Linked DNA regions of Sus scrofa: region 1 is linked to region 2. A link is a contact called in public Hi-C data. All regions are on one chromosome and are shown on one strand. Each heading gives the region's core, a stretch centred on a gene start, on an enhancer-like site or on the middle of the called end of the contact. The rest is flanking DNA. Distances are from core to core; before and after follow the strand shown. Region 1 overlaps LOC100154892 (gamma-crystallin F). Region 2 holds the start of METTL21A (protein N-lysine methyltransferase METTL21A).

Region 1 (5,867 bases), core at 1,033-3,532, 440 kb after region 2:
AGAATGAATAATAAACACATTCTACCCGTATGGGTTTTCAGTTCTGGACTGATGAACTTTTTTTCTTTTTTAAAAAAAGTTCATCAGGGAGACTCTCTGTCTCCATATTACAGAGGGGTCTGTGGCCACCCTCCCAGACTTGAGCCAGTCCCGTCCCTTCTTCTAAAGCGGTAAAGTGCCCCAAAGCCCTCTTTACCAATAGGATGCTTGATCCAAGCACCATCCTGCACTAACTTTTCCTTTCTGATCAGAAGCCCAGAGGGACAAGTTTCCTCTGCTCCCCCACAGGAATGCTGGAAAGCATCCTTAGGCGTTCGGGGGATGGTTCCACCGATAGATGTTTTTTGGTGTGTTTATGGGAGGAGATGAGCTCCATGTCCTTCCAGTCTGCCATCGTGACCTCCCTCCTGCAAAGCAGAGTTAATGTTTCCTGACAGAGAAGTCAACATCCCGGGATATTGCTGCACTTTCCATGCTTTCATTCTCTTCCCTTGTTTAACTTGTACAAAGCATCTTCTTAATTTTTTAATTTTTTGTCTTTTTAGGGCTGCACCCAAGGCACATGGGAGTTCCCAGGCTAGGAACTGAATTGGAGCTACAAGCTGCCAGCCTACGCCACAGCCACAGCAATGTGAGATCCGTGCGGCATCTGCGAACTACACCACAGCTCCTGGCAACACTGGATCCTTAACCCACTGAGTGGGGCTGGGCATTGAACCCACATTCTCATGGCTACCGTTCTGCCACCACAGGAACTCCCAAGCCATCTTTTGGGAGGAGCCTGACAGTGAGTTATGATATCCTGCCCTAGATCCGTGGTGGTTTATCAAACCCATGTCTCCCCAGATGAAGATAGGCTTGTCACAGAGGGCACACCACTATAGGTTGAGGTCTACAAATGCATTGCAAGAATGTCCCTTGGAAGCAGGGACCCCACAGTCACACTGTCCTTTATGATCTTGCTGGTGACCCTGTCTAAAACGATGGACCTTTTCTAAAATGACAACATCCTGGAGCTCGCTGGCGACTCAAGGCCAAGGATCTGGTGTCGTTACTCCTGTGGCTTGGGTTGCTGCTGTGGCACAGGTTTGATCCCTAGCCCAGGAACTTCTACATGCCACAGGCACAGCCAAAAAAATAAATAAAATGACAACATCCAATCTCGTTTCATGAGTGTTACAGGCCTGAACTACTCCCACACATCTCTTGCTTTTGAATTTCAAAGATCCTTCTTTCCCCTATTTCCAATCCTCTAGGTGGGGTGCTTTTCCTGCCTCCCCACCTGCCTCTTAAGTTCTCATTTGGGACAAGATTTTGACCTTCAGGTAAATTATTGCTAGAAATGGCATGTCCGGGAACTAGTATACAGTTGACCCTTGACCAACACAGATGTGAAGTGTTCAAGTCCACTACGACCTTGATTTTTTTCAATAAACAGTTGGCCATCTGCATTGGTGGGTTTTGCACCATCGGGGCATCCAGTTTCAACCCGCAGTTGATTGAATCTACGGATGCCAAACCCACCAATGCAAACGGCCAACTGTACTAGCCATTTTATAGGAGGGATCTGAGCATCTGGGCATTTTGGTCCCCTGGGGGCTCCTATAACCCATCCCCTTCAGATGCTGAGGGTCCATTGCACTGTACATGTTTCTGACCTCCCACCCCCCAAGCTTCCTTTTTCTTCTGCTTTTTTTCTTTTTAGGGTCACACCCACAGTATATGGAGGTTCCAAGGCTAGGGGTCGATTCGGAGCTACAGCTGCCAGCCTATGCCACAGCCACCGCAACACCAGTTCCGAGCCTTCTGTGACCTACAATGCAGCTTGCAGCAATGCTAGATCCTTAACCCACTGAGTGAGGACGGGGGTCAAACCCCACATCCTCAAGGACACTATAACAGGTTCTTAACCCGCTGAGCCACAACGGGTACTCTCCAATCTTCCTTTTTCAAAGTATGTCCTCCTGCAGGGAGGCTGTATAACCTAGTGGCGAAATGCCAGCATTCCGGAGTCAGAGAAACCTGGTTTTAAATTCGGGCTCTGCTCTTTCTATCTGTATATGGCACTGGATTAATCATTTAACTGTTCTGAACTTGTATCCTTGTTAAATGCAGATACGGCCAGGACCTAACTCACAGGGTTGTTGTAAAAAGATTGGAACAAGCAAAGGGATGTGACGTGATTGGCACTGTGCCTGCCGCACTGGAAACACTATAAATGCTGTCAGTTATTATTGGCCTCATGGCAGAAAGAAACATCTCAAAGCAGCAGGACAGGCTTCCAACCCTGTTGTCCTTTCAGCAGCTGCTTGATCCCTGTTCACTGAAGTGTGAGTTATATTACACGGTGCCAACAAGTCCGCTTTCCCTGTCTGGATCTGTATTCCAGATGTGCAAAGAATTTCAGTATTTTCCTATCAGAAGGCCTCAGCAGAGAATCATCTGAACAGTGCCAATTAGGTCTTATCTCTAAAATTATAATGTGTATTATACCTCTTAGGGAATTTGGGGGTTTGCTTCCGAGCCAACGGATATTAAAACTGATAGCTGCAATGAGGAAGTGGCTAGTCACCATGTCACAGTATTAAAAAGCTTCCTGGGAGGTAGCAGTTACAATGAAACCTCGCTAGCCCAGGACAAGCTGGGCTGGAGCTGTTGCAACAGTTCCAGCTTTTGTTACACGAGGATTGGTCCCTGAGTCTCTCTTTTTAATTTTTCTTTTTTTTTTTTTTTTAGTATTTTCTTATTTCCTGGTACCATGAGATGTTCCAGACTTTATTTTCATAATCTCTAAACACAGCTAGATTGATCTGAGACATTTTAAGACCAGTGGGCTGAGGATAAGCGTATGTGTCTATAGACACCGAGAGAGGAATAGAGGAATAGTGGAAGGCAGCCAACAAGGTGCGGCATAGCTGTCCCTTTCTTCTAAGAGAGAGTCATCCATTTAAAAAACCATGTATATACAATGGTAAGAAAAAATGTGAAGGCGATAAAAAAAGAGTTGGTTGAGAAATCCTAAGCAAATTGGTGGTGAGCTTGAAGGTGAAGCAAGGGAAATATTTGAACAAGGATGTGGAATCTATCTTAGTCATGAATTCAAAGTTTCCTCAGTTAAAAATGGATCTGTCGGAGGCTCAGAGATGAAAGAAGAAGACATAGCTCTGGGCCAAGACACAGTGCAAATGCTGGGTTCAGCGCTCAGAAGGGCCAGAGTGGTTCTGGTGAAGACAGATCAACGTACTCACTCCCAGCTTCTGCAGGCTTCGCTGCTAATGCTCGCCCTGGAATCTTCCGAAGGCTGCCCCTCACTCACACGTAAGGAGAGTCCAAAGGCTCTGGGAGTTTTGGGTCTCCCTTCCCCCATGACCAATGGCAAAGGTGGGTCCTCCAGATCCTCAGCCTCCAGGCTGGAGAAACTTGGAGGGAGGCTCCATGCTCCAGGGCTCTCCAAAGGATCCCGCTGAGTTGGCTTTTTCTTCCTTCTCTTGCTTTCCTAACTCCCTCACTTTTCCTCCTGGGGCTATTTCCCCATAAATCACCTTTTCCTGAATCCTTGGTCTGGAGGACCCTGACCTGAGACTCTTGATCGCACAAGATACACTTGAGATTCAAACTCAGGCAGTCTAATTGCCGTCACATTTCAGAGTTCAAACCCTTCTGCTATATCGGTCATGTTGGTATGACGATTCTGTTTCAACTTCTTTTCCCTAGCATTCTGTTAGAAATTTTACCGGAAGAATTTCAAAGCAGAATCTTTGATACCTGGCATCAAAGTGGTGGCAATTCAACGTCTTTGCTAGTGATGGATGAAGCTGCCGTAGGAGCTTCTCAAGTACTCTGACAAGTGTCTTGGGCTTCTTCCTCAATACCCCACAGCCTTGTAGACATACATGTATCTGCCAGGCCTCTGAGACAATTATTTCAAAAATGCTTTTGGATAATTCTGCTCTCCCACTAGACTGGGAGCTCTTGGGGACAACGACCCAGTTCCTAGTCATTATTGTTTCCTAGTACAGAGCCCAGTGTCAAAAAGGGAGTGGGTTCAGTCTTTCTGGATGTAATTCTGCACTACAAGAAACTAGATTTAGAACTAAGGTTCTTAAATTTCATTTGCATAAGAATCACCTGTGGGGCGGGGTCTAGGACTCTACCTTTAGTGTCTCAGATGATTCTGTCACAGCTGATCCTTAATCCATTGTTGATGCTTTAAACACTATTGTATAAGGTCCAAACACTCAGTAATAACTAAGAAACTCTTATAAGTACTTATTTATTATATAGCAGATACTTCATGCCTAAGAGAATTATGACTATTAACTCAATTAATCTATATCAAATTCCTGTGACGTGAAAAGTATTATTACCCCCACCTTCATATTATTAGAAAACTGAGACCCAAAAATGCTAAGAGTGCTAACTTGCCCCATTGCCTACAGCTCCTGTTTGGACCCAGGCACTCTGGCTCCAGAGCCTGTCCTCTTACCTGCTACTGCATACCACCCTTTCCAGGGATGTGTGTAAGAAAGTCCACATTATTCCCAGCTTTATTTTTGCTGAGCCCTTTCGAGGAGTCTGAAAGGAAAAGAGGGCTACATGGCTGCATGAAACACACAGGAAATATTTTATTAGCTTCCAGATGGAGAAAAGGGTAGAGTAAAAACATTTCAATAGAAATCCACGGCCCTCCTTAAGGAGCCCACTCGGGCATCCAGAGCCCCCCAGTCGTGGTAGCGCCTGTAGTCCCCCGGCCGCAGCAGGTACTGCCGCCCCCGGTAGTTGGGCATCTCATAGAGGACCCACCAGCCCTCCAGGACATGGAAGGAGTGGATCTCACTGAAGTGGAAGCGGTCATGGAGTGAGGAGCAGTCCTCTGAGATCTCCACCATCTGGCCTCTGTAGTCCTCTCGCTCGTAGACCCTCAGCCGGTGGGTGCTGGTCTGTGGGTTCAGCCATCAGCCGAAGGGGAAGAGTCAGAAAACCTAGGCTTTAGCAGCCAGTCATGCACACCCATGGGGAATGGGTATTTCTTTCTCTTTTCTATATCAAAGCTGACAAATTAAAAAGACAGCCAACATCAAGGCAACAGTTGGGTACAGTTGGTGTACAGTTGAGTAGTTTGTACACTGCAAAACTGAAGAGGGTATCATTCACGTAGATCAAGATATGCAGGGTGCTCCATTGAGTCTCTAGGGCCACAACCCACATGAACCTTATTTAGTACCTACTTAGTACCACACTTGAGTAACATTAATATATATCTATATTAATCATACAGATATATAATCATAATAGCATTAGAAAAAGCTGGGGGAAAAGAAGTCAAATTGCTTTTCCCTCACAAGAGGTCACAGATTGGTGGCAAGTCAGGAAGAGTCCAGCCCAGGTGATCCCTAATCCCTTCCTCTCTGCTTTCAGCCCTGCTGCTCTAAAATCCTAAAAAGCAAGAGTGTATATAAAGGAGTTAGGTTCAGTCTTCAGCTTGAATATATGCTCCTGAGAATTCGATTTAGGTAGTACACAAAAATGGAAATTCAAGATCATGAAGGAAGCCTGCACAGAATCAAGGGAATATAAAATCTTTGTCCTAAGCAAATCCTGTCTGTCTCTTCTTGAGCACTTGTTTTATCTGCTTGTTCCTTCCCAGCAGGTACCCACTGTCTCAGTGTCTTCTTTCTTCCACCATTAAATCCGCACGGGGAAAGGTTCTCATAGGCAATCCATTCTGAGGTTTAAAAAAATGCTAATAAGGTATCTTCCATGGTTTACAAAAGAGTTAACGTGTGTTATCTCATTTGATCTTCACAACAGCCTGACACATCTGGAGCGGCCATTGTAAGTCTTTTCTTTTTTTATTAGACACTAAT
Region 2 (5,936 bases), core at 1,307-3,806:
ACTGTGTGAGTTAGCATTTGCATACAACTCTATACTGTTAACATAAATTTGTTTTTCATGGCCACATGCTATTAGTATATTTAGCAATTCCTCTTTTTTTTTTTTTTTTTTTAATATTTTTAGGGCCACACCTGCGGCATATGCAGGTTCCCAGGCTTGGGGTCTAATTAAAGTTCCTCCTGCCCCAACTCAGGAGCGCCCCCTGCCTCCCAACCAAAGGCCAAAGCCACAGCCACAGCCACACCAGATCCGAGCTGTGTCTGCTCCGGGTCTTTAACCCACTGAGTGAGGCCAGGGATAGAATCTACATCCTCATGGATGCTAGTCAGATACTGAGCCACGATAGAAATTCCCAGCAATTTCTCCTCTTGATGAGAATGTAGGAGGCTCAGCTACTCCTCACTTTCATGTATCTTTATTACTCATCCTAGGAACACTCTGCATGTAGTTACCCTGGACTTGCTTCTACAAGTAGTATTACTGGACTAGGCTATGTCAAGATTTTTATTACTAAATGTTTCTCTAACATCCCTAATACAATGTTAAAATGTAAAATTGTATCTACGCCAATCATTTATCCAACATTCCATGTGCTCCCCCTTAATCCCAGGTGAGGTGCTAGAAGCTGAGGACAAGGTTCTGTCACATGCCACTGACAGAACAGTGCTGGGAGAGGAAAAAGAAGCAATTATGGTATAATTGTTTGATCCTTACAACTATGGAAAACTTCAAGAAAACACATGCTCGTCACTTTCGGCTTCGTTACTTTACAATATTCTTTGTGCAACGTTAAACTTAATGTGAAACCTAAATGAATGAGTGTCCCAAACAGGGTCTCCAGCTTTCTTTTCAGTCTTCCTTCTTCCCAATGGGTAAATTGCTGGCAAGTCACTTCGTTTCTCTCAGCTTTCTTTATTCACCCTTAAAACACAATCTATTTGGTGGTAAGGGAACAGGGAATTGATTCTAATAGTTTTTTTTGTTTTGTTTTGTTTTTTTGTCTTTTTGCCTTTTCTTGGGCCGCTCCTGTGGCATATGGAGGTTCCTGGGCTAGGGTTCGAATTGGAGCTGTAGCCATCAGCCCATGCCAAAGCCACAGCAACACAGGATCTGAGCCGCGTCTGCAACCTACACCACAGCTCACAGCAATGCCAGATCTTTAACCCACTGAGCAAGGCCAGGGATCGAACCCTCAACCTCATGGTTCCTAGTCAGATTTGTTAACCACTGTGCCACTACAGGAACTCCTAGAAATTTTTTTGAAGGGAGTGGGATGATGAAATGTTTTCAATTGAGTGTGGCGACAGTTGGGCCACTCCGTGGATTTACTTAAGAAAAAAAAAAACAAAAACCAAACTACTTTAAATAGATGAAATGTACGGTATAGAATTATATCCCAATAAAACTATTATTAAAAAAAAATAAAGACCAGTCTTATAATCAGTTGCTGGAGGCTCCCCCCGGGGGTTACTTACCGCGTCCCAAACCACGGCAGCGACTCCCAGCTGCTTCCAGTCCTGCTGGATCTGGATCCTGTGGTTTGCAAAGGAGAAGGTGGCAAGAGGCTTGTGGAATCTCTGCAGCCCCATTCCTGCGGTCTCCTCATAGGGCACCAGGGCCATCTCGTCCGAGCCCAGCTCCCTGCTCCCTCAAAGCTGTGGAGCAAAAGAATTCTGCGTGATGCTTCTAGCCAGAAAAAGTATTATTACCTCTTAAGTAGCTACAATTGCTTTCTTAAGGTCATTTTACGAGTTCAAAATAATTAACACTCGAGGAAAGAAGCCTTTGTCTCATTCCTTTTACATGGCTCTTCTGGGAAGTGAGATATCGCTCTGAGTTCGTGCTGTAGCCGCTCGACGAATTCGCAGCTGAGCGAAGAGTGAGCAAAGTAGAGGTGACAGCCCAGGACTGCGGAGAAAGTAGCGCTTTCTAAACTGCCGGGGCCCGTGTAGACTGCAGCTGCAAGCCGCTGCGTTGGGCAGGGCATTATATTGTTGTTTCTTTCTTGGTCTTCCTTGCTCTCTCTAAATCGTTGCGTTCAAGAGCGACCCCACAGACGTCTGAACTTAAATGAAGGGTTAACGGTAAGATTATCCCGCTTTACGACACCAGCCGGCTATACACGCTCAACGCAGTTACATTTCTTGCACTGGAAGTGAAAGACGCTAGTGGATTCCGAGTCGCTTTCAGCGAGCGAGACCCCGGGTCCAGGATAGATTGGGGCACCGCGGCTCGGAGACCTCCTCATAGTCTTGACCCCCGCCCGCCCCACTGAAGGTCCGACAGGTACGTACGTCCTTCCCGCGGGCCCCAAAGCTGCGGGAACCGGCGGGATCGGGCCGGGAGCTACGGATCCCCAGACGCGCGGGCTTCCTGCCCCATCTCGGGAGCGCCCGCGGCCTCCCTGCCGAAGGCCGAAGGCGCGCTCAGCGTCCCAAGAGCCGGGCGGGCTACACACCCCGGCCGGCAGCGCAGCCTCCCCTCTACCTACGGCTCCCGAGGCGGCGCCGGGTTGGTGCGCGCGTTGCTCTCCCCGCCCCGAGGTCGGCGGCGGAAATGACCCGCGCGCGGAGGTGGGCAGCCCGCGCTGGGGCCACGCGTTTCCGGCTCCCCGCCTTCCCAGCTCCCCGCCTTCCCAGGACAAGTGCTGGCTGGGGGCGGGCCCTCCCCCGCGTGGGTCCCCAGGGGATTGCGGCCAAGTCAGTTTCCCGGGGGGCCCGGGAGAGCGAGGTGCAGAGCCGCGGGCGGGAGCGCCGAAGGCGTGGGTACCGTGGCGACCGGGGAGTGGGAGGCCGCCCACCTGGTGCTGGGGCCGCTTATCTATGCGCTCGTTTTGGCGCGCGCGTCTTTTTGTGTGTGTTTCTTAAACGTGTGTGTTTGCCTGTTTTTAGTTTTAAGGGTGGCTAGTTAGCGGGTGTAGGAGAAAATTCGCTCCAAAGAATACGTGGTCACCCATCCGTCCTTGTATTAGCAAAGTGAGGTTCGAATTGGTGCAATCCGGCGCTCCGTGGCGGTAGAGTGGGAAACGTGACAAAGCCCTTCTCAACTAGAGAGCAAAAGCCGAGCGGGGCGCCCGGTGTAGACCGGAGGTCCAGGTCTTCCTTCCTCCCCGGACAGAAAGTTAGCGCCCCTGGCTTGGGAACGAACACCCGTTCTCCAGACGAAAGTTGCTGAGAGTGTGGCACCTGGCCGCAGGCCCTTGGGAAGCGCTCAGCTTGAAGTGAGCACCCAAGAATGTGACGGCGGCAGGGGCCGCATCCTTCTCTCCGAAAGATTCTTTCTCTTCTCGGATCTGGACTCCCAGCCGCCGTGACCCCCCCGCCGCCGCACTCTCAGGAGAGGGCGATTTTCAGCTCTCCCTGCACGTTGGAATAAACCGGAGCGCTTTTCATCTCCGCAGACCAGGACTCTGCCAGGGGAAAGTTTCAGCTGGTGTGCGGTGGGACCCGAGCCTTGGCATTTTTTTTTAGAGCTTTCCTGGTGATTGCGCCCCGCGGCCACTGGTTAGAAGCTTGAGCCAGACCTAAACCACCCCCTCTCCTCGCATCCCGCAGGGGGCGTGCCGGGCTCTGTCCACATTTCCTTTTCCTTCCTGGAGGAGGGAGGCGTGGGTGGGGCCCTGGGACTGCAAAGTTGATTTGAACGGAACTTTGAAGGTCACTGGTGAAGGTCTTTTACTCTTTTTTTTTTCTTTAGCTTTGCTTCTTTATTATTAATTTTTTATGTGATTGAGTTTATTTTTGAGAGCAATGTTTTTTATTTTATAATGATTTTTATTTTTTCATTATAGCTGGTTTACAGTGTTTTGTCCATTTTCTACTGTACAGCAAGGTGACCCACTCACACATACATGTATACATTCTATTTTTGAGGGCAATTTTAAGTTCACAGTAACGTTGGCAAGATTTCCCACACACTCTCTGTTCCATGCATAGCCTCCCTCATTATCAACATCTCCCGCTAGGATGGTACATTTGCTCCAACTGATAAACCTACACTGACACATCATTGTCACCCAAAGACCACAGTTTATGCATTAGAGTTCACTGTTGGTGTTATATATGTTGTGAGCGTGGACAAATGTAGAAGATGTGTATCCACCATTATAATATCATACGGAGTAGTTAGTTGTACTTCCTAAAAAATCCTCTGTCCTCTACACATCAACTTTGGCAACCACAGATTTTTTTTTTTTTAAACTATCCATAGTTTTCCTTTTTCCAGAACGTCATATAGTTGGAATGGTTCAGTACGTAGCCTTTTCAGATTGGCTCTCTTCACTTAGTGTGCGTTTAAGATTCCTCCATGTCTTTTTTTTATTGTTTGCTCTTTCTTTTTAGTGCTAAATGACAAACATTCCAGTGTAGTACAGTTTATCCATCTATCCTTTAAGGGACATCCTGGTTGCTTCCAGGTTTTGGCAGTTATGAGTAAAGCTGCTATAAACATTCCTGGGCTTTTCAGTGGATGTAAGTTTCTAGGTCCTTTGGGGAGATATCAAGGAGCATCATCCTTGAGTCACCGAAAGAGTGTGTTTAGTTCTATAAGAAACTGCCAAACTGTTTCGAAGTGACTGTACTCTTTTGCAATCCCACCAGAAACGAGAGTTCCTGTTGCTCACATCCTTACCAGCATTTGGTGGTGTCAGTGTTTTGAATTTTGGCCATTCTGATGGGCTTTTAGTGGTATCCTTGTTGTTTTAATTTGTAATTTCCTAGTGGCATGTGTTTAGTTCTATAAGAAACTGCCAAACTGTTTCGAAGTGACTGTACTCTTTAGCAATCCCACCAGAAACGAGAGTTCCTGTTGCTCACATCCTTACCAGCATTTGGTGGTGTCATCGTTTTGAATTTTGGCCATTCTGATGGGCTTTTAGTGGTATCTCCTTGTTGTTTTAATCTGTAATTCCCTAGTGACATATGATGTGGAGCATGTTTTTTCCCCAGTTTTATTGAGATATAATTGACATGTAATGTCATATTAGTTTATGGTATACGACATTATTACCAGATATATGTAAATACTGCAAAATGATTACCATAGTAAATTTAGTTGACATCATCACTTCACTTAGTTTTTTTCCCCCTGTGATGAGAATTTTTTTTTTTTTTTTTTGGACATTCCTGGGCCAGGGATTGAATCCAGTCTGCATCTGGAACCTACAGTGAAGCTGCAGCAATGCTGGATGCTTTAACCCACTGCACTGGGCCAGGAGGAGATCCACCTGAGCCACTGTAGTCGGATTCTTTTTTTTTTTCTTTATTAGGGCTGCATTGAGGCACATGGAAGTTCCCAGGCTAGGGGTCAAATCGGAGTTACAGCTGACAGCCTATGCCACACCCACAACAATGCAGGATCCGAGCCGCATCTGCAACCTACACCACAGCTCACAGCAATGCTGGATCCCCCTCATGGATACTAGTTGGATTTGTTTCCTCTGTGCCACAATGGGAGCACCTGCTGTCAGATTCTTAACTCCCTGCACCGCAGTGGAAACTCCCTTGTGAAGACAACTTTTAAGGTCTACTCTCCTAGTAAATTTCAAATACATAAAAGCACTGTTAACTACAGTTACCATTCTGAACATTACATCCTCAGAACTTACCCACAAAAAGAAGTATGGATCACTTTTGATCACCTACACCCTCCCACCCTCTGCCTCTGACAACCACCCCCTGTTCTCTTTTTCTGTGAGTTCATTCTTTTTAGATTCCACGTGAAAGTGAGATCATAGGGTATTTTGTCTGACTTACTTCAGTCAGCATAATGCCCTCAAAGTCATCCATGTTGTTGAAAATGACACAATTTCCTTTTTAATGACTTAATAATATTCCAGTGTGGTTGGTGTGTGTGTGCGCACATACACATCACATTTTCTTCATTCATTCACCAATGGATAAGCACTTAGGTTGCTTCCACATCCTGGCTATTGTGAG

Evidence for each region. A called contact is a pair of places that touch in the nucleus more often than the background predicts.
Region 1: a contact with region 2 is called in a Hi-C map of retroperitoneal adipose tissue, with 2.2 times the contacts expected there. The contact joins the enhancer-like site here to the promoter of METTL21A in region 2. A contact is called at or near these places in 12 of 47 Hi-C or Micro-C datasets (alveolar macrophages, embryonic fibroblasts, epiblast stem cells and 8 more).

What each region holds. Positions count from the first base shown.
Region 1 is chr15:111,226,904-111,232,770 of Sscrofa11.1, forward strand. It overlaps LOC100154892 (gamma-crystallin F), which reads right to left. Exons shown (of 3, transcript XM_001928752.5): 3 at 4,658-4,940. The coding sequence ends at 4,668. Among named protein-coding and RNA genes, the nearest start is that of PLEKHM3, 44 kb to the left of the region's middle. Within about 2 kb of position 2,283, at least 10 of the 83 cell types and tissues checked have an H3K27ac peak or open chromatin away from gene starts, as enhancers often do. A contact at or near this core is called in embryonic fibroblasts, where this site is marked.
Region 2 is chr15:110,786,910-110,792,845 of Sscrofa11.1, forward strand. METTL21A (protein N-lysine methyltransferase METTL21A) reads right to left here and starts at 2,557. Exons shown (of 4, transcript XM_003133611.4): 1 at 2,295-2,557; 2 at 1,476-1,655. The coding sequence starts at 1,622.